Regions from separate parts of the Danio rerio genome. Here region 2 is linked to region 1. A link is a contact called in public Hi-C data. All regions are on one chromosome and are shown on one strand. Each heading gives the region's core, a stretch centred on a gene start, on an enhancer-like site or on the middle of the called end of the contact. The rest is flanking DNA. Distances are from core to core; before and after follow the strand shown.

What was found. A called contact is a pair of places that touch in the nucleus more often than the background predicts.
Region 2: a contact with region 1 is called in a Hi-C map of an unstated tissue, with 4 times the contacts expected there. The contact joins the enhancer-like site here to the promoter of ddx3xa in region 1. A contact is called at or near these places in 2 of 18 Hi-C or Micro-C datasets (caudal fin and an unstated tissue).

The regions. Positions count from the first base shown.
Region 1 is chr9:35,023,294-35,026,422 of GRCz12tu, forward strand. ddx3xa (DEAD-box helicase 3 X-linked a) reads left to right here and starts at 1,321. Exons shown (of 18, transcript NM_001126423.1): 1 at 1,321-1,657. The coding sequence starts at 1,613.
Region 2 is chr9:35,070,948-35,074,423 of GRCz12tu, forward strand. It overlaps caska (calcium/calmodulin-dependent serine protein kinase a), which reads right to left. Exons shown (of 26, transcript NM_001423569.1): 20 at 734-930; 21 at 386-501. Among named protein-coding and RNA genes, the nearest start is that of nyx, 26 kb to the left of the region's middle. Within about 2 kb of position 1,699, at least 4 of the 62 cell types and tissues checked have an H3K27ac peak or open chromatin away from gene starts, as enhancers often do.

The sequences.
Region 1 (3,129 bases), core at 71-2,570:
CTCAAAAAGAAAGAAAAAGAGCTTTGTAATAATTAGTTGGACCATGATTATTTCATTACTGTCTTCTTCATCATAGGGCTGTGTGGTGGCTCAGTGCTTAGCACAGTTGCCTCACAGCAAGAAGGACGCTGGTTTGAGTCCTGGCTTGGGCAGTTGGCATTTCTGTGTAGAGTTTCCCCCACAGTCCAAAGACATGTGCTATAAGTGAATTGAATTAACTAATTTAGCCTTTGTGTATGTGTGAACATAAGAGTGTATGAGCGTTTCCCAGTACTGGGATGTAGCTGGAAGGGCATCCACTGTGTAAAACTTATGATAAGTTGGCAGTTCATTCCGCTGTGGCGACGCCTGATATAAAGGGACTAAACAAAGGGGCTAAGCCGAAGGAAAATGAATGAAATCTTAAACATATTCTCTTTTTAAAAACTGTTAAATAGAATTATGTGGTAGTAATTTTTAGTAACCTTGAATAAATTCAAAGATATTGTATTATAAAGGCCTAAAAAAAACAAAACACAGTTCTTTGTGATTTACCTAATTTGAGCCAAACCATCAAGTTGTGTACATTCATTGACAGAATGCATTTGAAAATAATTGAATAGAATTGATTAATAAATTTGTGGTAAATGATTTAATAAAACATCTGGAACAAGTGTATATTGTATAATGTATATATACATTTTCTAAGTCTCCCTTTAAACAATAAAATATTATAAGTAGCCTAAATGTAAGTAGAACTACTCGGTCTTAAAACATATAGTGATTTTAAAAAATGCAATAGCTTCCTGGCTTTATTCAATTGTTTTATCTTTATCAATTTATTATGGAGACCTTAATTTACCAGGGTTCTCTGCTTTTGGAGGACAATAATATATTTCCAAAACATTGCACTTGTGAATAAAATATTTTTATGTAAGAAGTAGACACTTTATACTTTTGAACAAATTTTACAATTGTTCTCCAAATTTACTATTTTTTAATCAAAATGTTTATATATATATTATAATATAACATAATAAACCCTTTTAAAATGTGTCTCATACTATTAGGAGTAAATAAAATGTATTTGCTTTTGAAAAATCAAAGGTGTCAGTAGCAAGTTATTTATATGAAATGTACTACTAATGAAAGTGAAAATCCTTTGTTATAATCGACACGTTAGTACAACACGAACGTTTATCAAAGCTCGGAACATTTAAAAAAACATGCTTTTTTAACATGGCGTGCCGAGGCGAGTATCGCGATACTTCAAGCGCCGTGACGTCTTTCCTCCGCTCGCTGATCCAATGGCATTTAGCCTGAAGCCAAGAGCCACAGCACACTCTGGGCTGCCATCAGCACAGCGGGCAGAATACAGACACATCCCGAAAGAAACTTCAAATTTCGGACTTTTTTTTGGGTCATTACAAGGTCTCAAGAAGGATAACCTACACACTGACATTTCCTTGTGTTTTCCTACGGCTGTCTTGGCACAAAAAGCCCCCGGAGAAGGACAGGACTACAAAAGAGCAAGTGACGTCGTTATAAAAGCAGACTTGGCTGAAATCCTTTAGACAACAAAGAAACAGCTTTTCAGAATTAAAGGAGTAATCCTCACTTATTCTCTTTAGTTATGAGTCATGTGGTCGTCGACGGTTCACACGGTCTAGATCAGCAGGTAGGCTGTGAATATGTTTAAAGATGTGAGCTGTGTAATCGCTTTGATCGGTTGGCTTTGACACGCAGGTTGCGTCTCAAATCCTAGTGCGCTTCCTTCCTAGACAGCATTCTTAGCATTGCGTCGGCTCAGAAATGCCTCTAGGGCTGGTTTCTCAGTAGGTTTTGAGACACAACCGCTGCTCCTCGTGTTGTAATCTTTTACATTTACTAAATGTATACATATTAAGATAATGTATAGCAATAGTGGTTTGACAACTGAACATGTAAGTTAGAATGTGAAGCGTTGTTTGACACACAGCCGACGCCTTTTCCTGTTTAGCTCGTTCGTTGTTTATTTCCCGCATATCGGCAACCGGCAAACCTCAATTAAAACCAGCTTTTAACTTTTTACATCATCGTGACACAAACTATAGTGTCTATCAGCTTATATGAAACCTGTAAACTAGTTGTTTATGTGCAATGTCTGTTTAAAAGCCGCATGGCCTCAAAATCTATCCGACGTTTGAGTCTGCGGCCTGTACGCTAGTTTGATACAACCTTTAATCGTGAAAAACGACTAACTGTTTTCATGGCCAAGCTGGTTTGTTTTGTTTATATCTCTCTGACCATTTCTAGATGGTTCGTTGTGTGATTAATTCGAGTGTATCATGGCATCACGATCATTGGCTTTGTAGGCTTGACTAGGGCCAAACATTTGTGGCAGGCGCTTTTGAAATTAACGGTTAACCAATTTAATCCCAGCCATTACAAAAAGTTTAAAGAGTCCAACAAAGGGCTGATTGATTTTATACAGTGTCCGCTATAAATGAACGCACATATTGTTTTGATTTCATGTGACATTTTTTATGTGACTGACGTAAACGCTCACGTGACCAGGTTTGTTTAACTACGCTTTAGCCCCTCTGAAAAATTGTTCATGATAAAGCTCTTAAAAGGAAGCACGGCAGCTGTTAAAAAGAAAAACAATACATATTCATATTTGAGTACACAACAGTTTAAACTGATTCGAAATGTCAATATTAAATTATTTACTTCACATATTTAAAACTTTTTTTCTTAATGTTCTGAATACTTTTTATTTATCTGTCTTTTAAAAACAACAATTTAGGCCAGGGAGGCCCAAAGTTTTTTCTACAATGGGCCAAAAACCAAACTCCTTAAGGGCTGTGGGCTGAATATATACCAAACCATATTACAATAAATTTGCCATTGGGGAATTAGCTAATTTATTTGATAATGCCTAACAAAACTAGAAAATGTTGCTTTTAATCATATTAACTAACCCAGTTTCATTTTTAACATTCTATATTGAACTTATTATTGTAAAAACATAATCAACCCCATTTATAACACATTGGAGTTCAATGTTAAATACACTAGTTGAGCAGCTCCTGCCTTCACCTTGATTTGCTCACAGATGACTTGTGTGCATTGTCCTCTGTCTGTCAGCTGACAGTATTTACATTTTAT
Region 2 (3,476 bases), core at 449-2,948, 48 kb after region 1:
CAATAACAAAAAACAAAGTTTTAATAACTGATCAAATTCTATGATAAAACTTCTTCAGCACATCTTTATTAAAATATGATTTGATAATCACTTTAAAACAATACTAGCTGAAGAGTAATAAAAGCATTGAAAATCAGTCAGAAATCATTCATTTTAATGATAGCGTCATCTGTCAAAACTGTACTGCGAATGCATATATGCACTCTTTGTTTATGTGCTAGTCTGAGTTATTGTTATAGCTATCATTCTCGGTGTGATTGGGCCTTTACTCTTTTTTTATGGGTCACATTAAAGATTACTAATAAGGAAGAGCTGATTGACCAGCATGTAGTTTTTTATGTTTGTTTGAAGAGAGAAGAAGAGGAAACCCCATTTTAAACTCTACCTGCGTTGTGCTTTGCTAGGTATTTGTCTTTGTACTGCTTTTTTTTCTTGCCAAACCAAGTACAGCTCGCCTGCTGTTCTTGCTTTGTTTTCTCCATGGCTATACAGGCCACCCGCCTAGAACAAAACAAACAAAAGAAACATGTGGTGAGTGCGCAGCATAACTGTCGGCCTTGATGGCAGTGCATCATTAAGTGCTTTTAAATCATACTGAGAGCGACTTGCATTCAACTGCATCTTCTGTCCCTCCTCCAACAGGAGCAGCCAATCACAATCTTCTGGCTTCCATCGTACAAATGAAAGAAATGATTCAAGTGGTCATTCTGCTCTAGGACAGGATCAAACTCACCACTCCTGGAGTTCTGGGGAGGGAATGAGCCCCGCTGTGCCATTCTTGGTGTTCTCCAGCTTGCCCTGCCACCAGTTATGGTCATCTTTGTTGATAATCTGGATTATGTCACCCACTCTGAAGCGAATCCCGGCCTCTTTACAGGGGATGAGGTCATCTTTTACCGGGTCATACTCGAACTGTGCTCGTACATAAATCTGAGAAGAGACATCATCAACAGAAGTCAGAAAAGCCCTATGAAAGCAGACATAGCAAAGGAAAGGACTGTTAGATAGAGGAGTTCAGGGTATAAGAAGAGTTCAAGGTACCACTGGAGGTCAGGGTACAAGATCAGGTTATAGCTGCGATGAGAGGCATGCTTGAACGGTATGAAACCTGAGTGCAGTGGCAAATACAGATGATGCATGAAGGTGTGTATGAGTGTGAGTTATGTGACGAAGACCTCGCTGGCCTATAGTCTGAGGGAACAGTGGTGTGTGATTCCCGCGTTAAATAAAGATACATTAGATTGACCTAAAGGGGCATTTAAGTATAAAGTATTGGATCAAGCCTAACGTTATATTTTTCAAGAACGATGACGTAGTTGTTTTGAGTCCCTTGCTACATTTGGACTTAAATGATTACACAACAGTTTTTGTTTTTCAGAGCAGTGGATTGGGCTCATTCTTTAAAATCTTACCTTGATGGAAAATTTATCCTTGATTGGAGGTCTGGAGATCTAGGGCATGAGAGTATTACAAACATCATGCAACATCACAGCACTGTGGCGGCATTAGTACGGCACTGTGACCAGGGGTTGGTGAGATGGAGAATGCAACTACGAAGCCTACGTTTGGGATAGTTATGGGTTGATGATAATAAGGAACAAAGCCAGGTGGAGATGTCAGTCACATCACGCTGATATTATCAGTTGTAACCGAGTAGATCTTTTATAGCACTCAGTGACGCATTTCAGACAACACAGACAGACTAGTGCTGGCATATGGCGCCCTCTGCTGACCGCCTGTCTCTCTTTCTATTTCTCAGTGATAAAGGAATAGTTCACCCAAAAATTAAAATGTACTCAGTATTTACTCATCCTCAAGTGGCTTTAAACCTTTCCTATCTTCTGTAAAACACAGAAGACAATACTTTAAAGAAAGCTGAAACCTGTAATCAAAGACTTCCACAGTAGGGAAAACAATATGGAAGTCAATGGTTACATGTCTTCAGCATTCTTCAAAATATTTTCTTTTGTGTTTAACAGCAAAAAAAAAAACAACTCAAAAGTTTGAAAAGTAAAAGTTTAGTCATTTATATATTAAAATTAAATTTTTGGGTGAATTATCCCTATAAGAAAAAACTTAAATATGAAAAAACGTTATAACTTTATACCACTGAATTGGCTCTATCACTGCCTCTCCACTCCACCAATAGCTGGAGTGTGGTGAACGCACTGGCGCCATTGTCCTGTGGCAGCCGTCACGTCATCCAAGTGGATGCTGCACACTGCTGGTGGTGTGGAGAGACCCCCTCATGATTGAGAAGCGCTTTGGCTGTATGGCCATACACGATAAATGTGTACATTTGATAATTCGCAGGATAATCTAGAGCAGTGTTTCTCAACTGGTGGGCCGTGACCTGGAACTTTTTTAGTGGGTTGCAGAGTGTGTGATTAAAAAAACAACAAAAGTTTAATTTTAAACTAATTTTGCTTATATCGGACTTTTAGTTTGAAATGCACGTGCGACAAACGTACCGTTTGACATGAAAAATTTCGTTAAATTATAGCAACAAATATGTCGAAGTACGACACTGAATATGTAAAGTATGGATTTACATATATTGATGACAAAAAAGGCTTAAAACCTCAGTGTGTCATATGTAGTGAGGTGCTCTCACAAGAGAGCATGAAACCTTCTAAATTAAAATGACATTTAGAAACCAATCATCCCAGTTGCAAGGACAAACCTCTGGACTATTTTTAAAGATGACTCCAAAAGCTGAAGGCATCACAAAAGTGCCTAACATCTTCATGTTCAAAACAAGTACAGGCACTCCGAGCATCTTACTGTACTCACCATGTAGCAAAGGCCAAGAAAGCCAATACAATAGCAGAAGAGCAAATAACTGGTGATTATTATAAAAATGGTTATGATCATTTTAATCATTTTACTTTAATTTGCTGGTTTGTTCTGCTCAATACGATTAGTGTTAATGCTTTATTAACAGTTCAGTTTAGTTAATGGTAACTGAACTTTTCCTTACACTATCCACTGTTTACAGTATTTGACGTTTTTACTCTGAAATATTACTATAATTTGATACATTTTGATTTATCTGTCACTACTTGTGTAAATTAACAAATAAATACAAATGAATTATAATTCCTATAATTATATTTTAGTTCCTAAACATTTGGGTCGCGGCATGATGACCATGTAAAAATGTAGGTCCCATGGCCAAACCAATTGAGAACCACTGATCTAGACAAGATGTGAAAGGAAAAACACACCACTTTTGCCCTGAAATATTTTACAGGACAGATGCACCCCCGTGGAATACTTGATCCATGCTTTAACTTTGAGCTTGGTTTAAATGAGATTAGGTTACTCTGTTTTGTGGTGTTGCTCACTCCAAAAAAAAAGAAAAGGAAAAAGGGGGAAAACATAAGCAAGCCTTTGTGTTGGTTTGCATTGTAAAAGAAGCAAAAATGGCTTTTTGGTGAACACTTTTTCATATTTAGATATCTTTAGCTAAATAT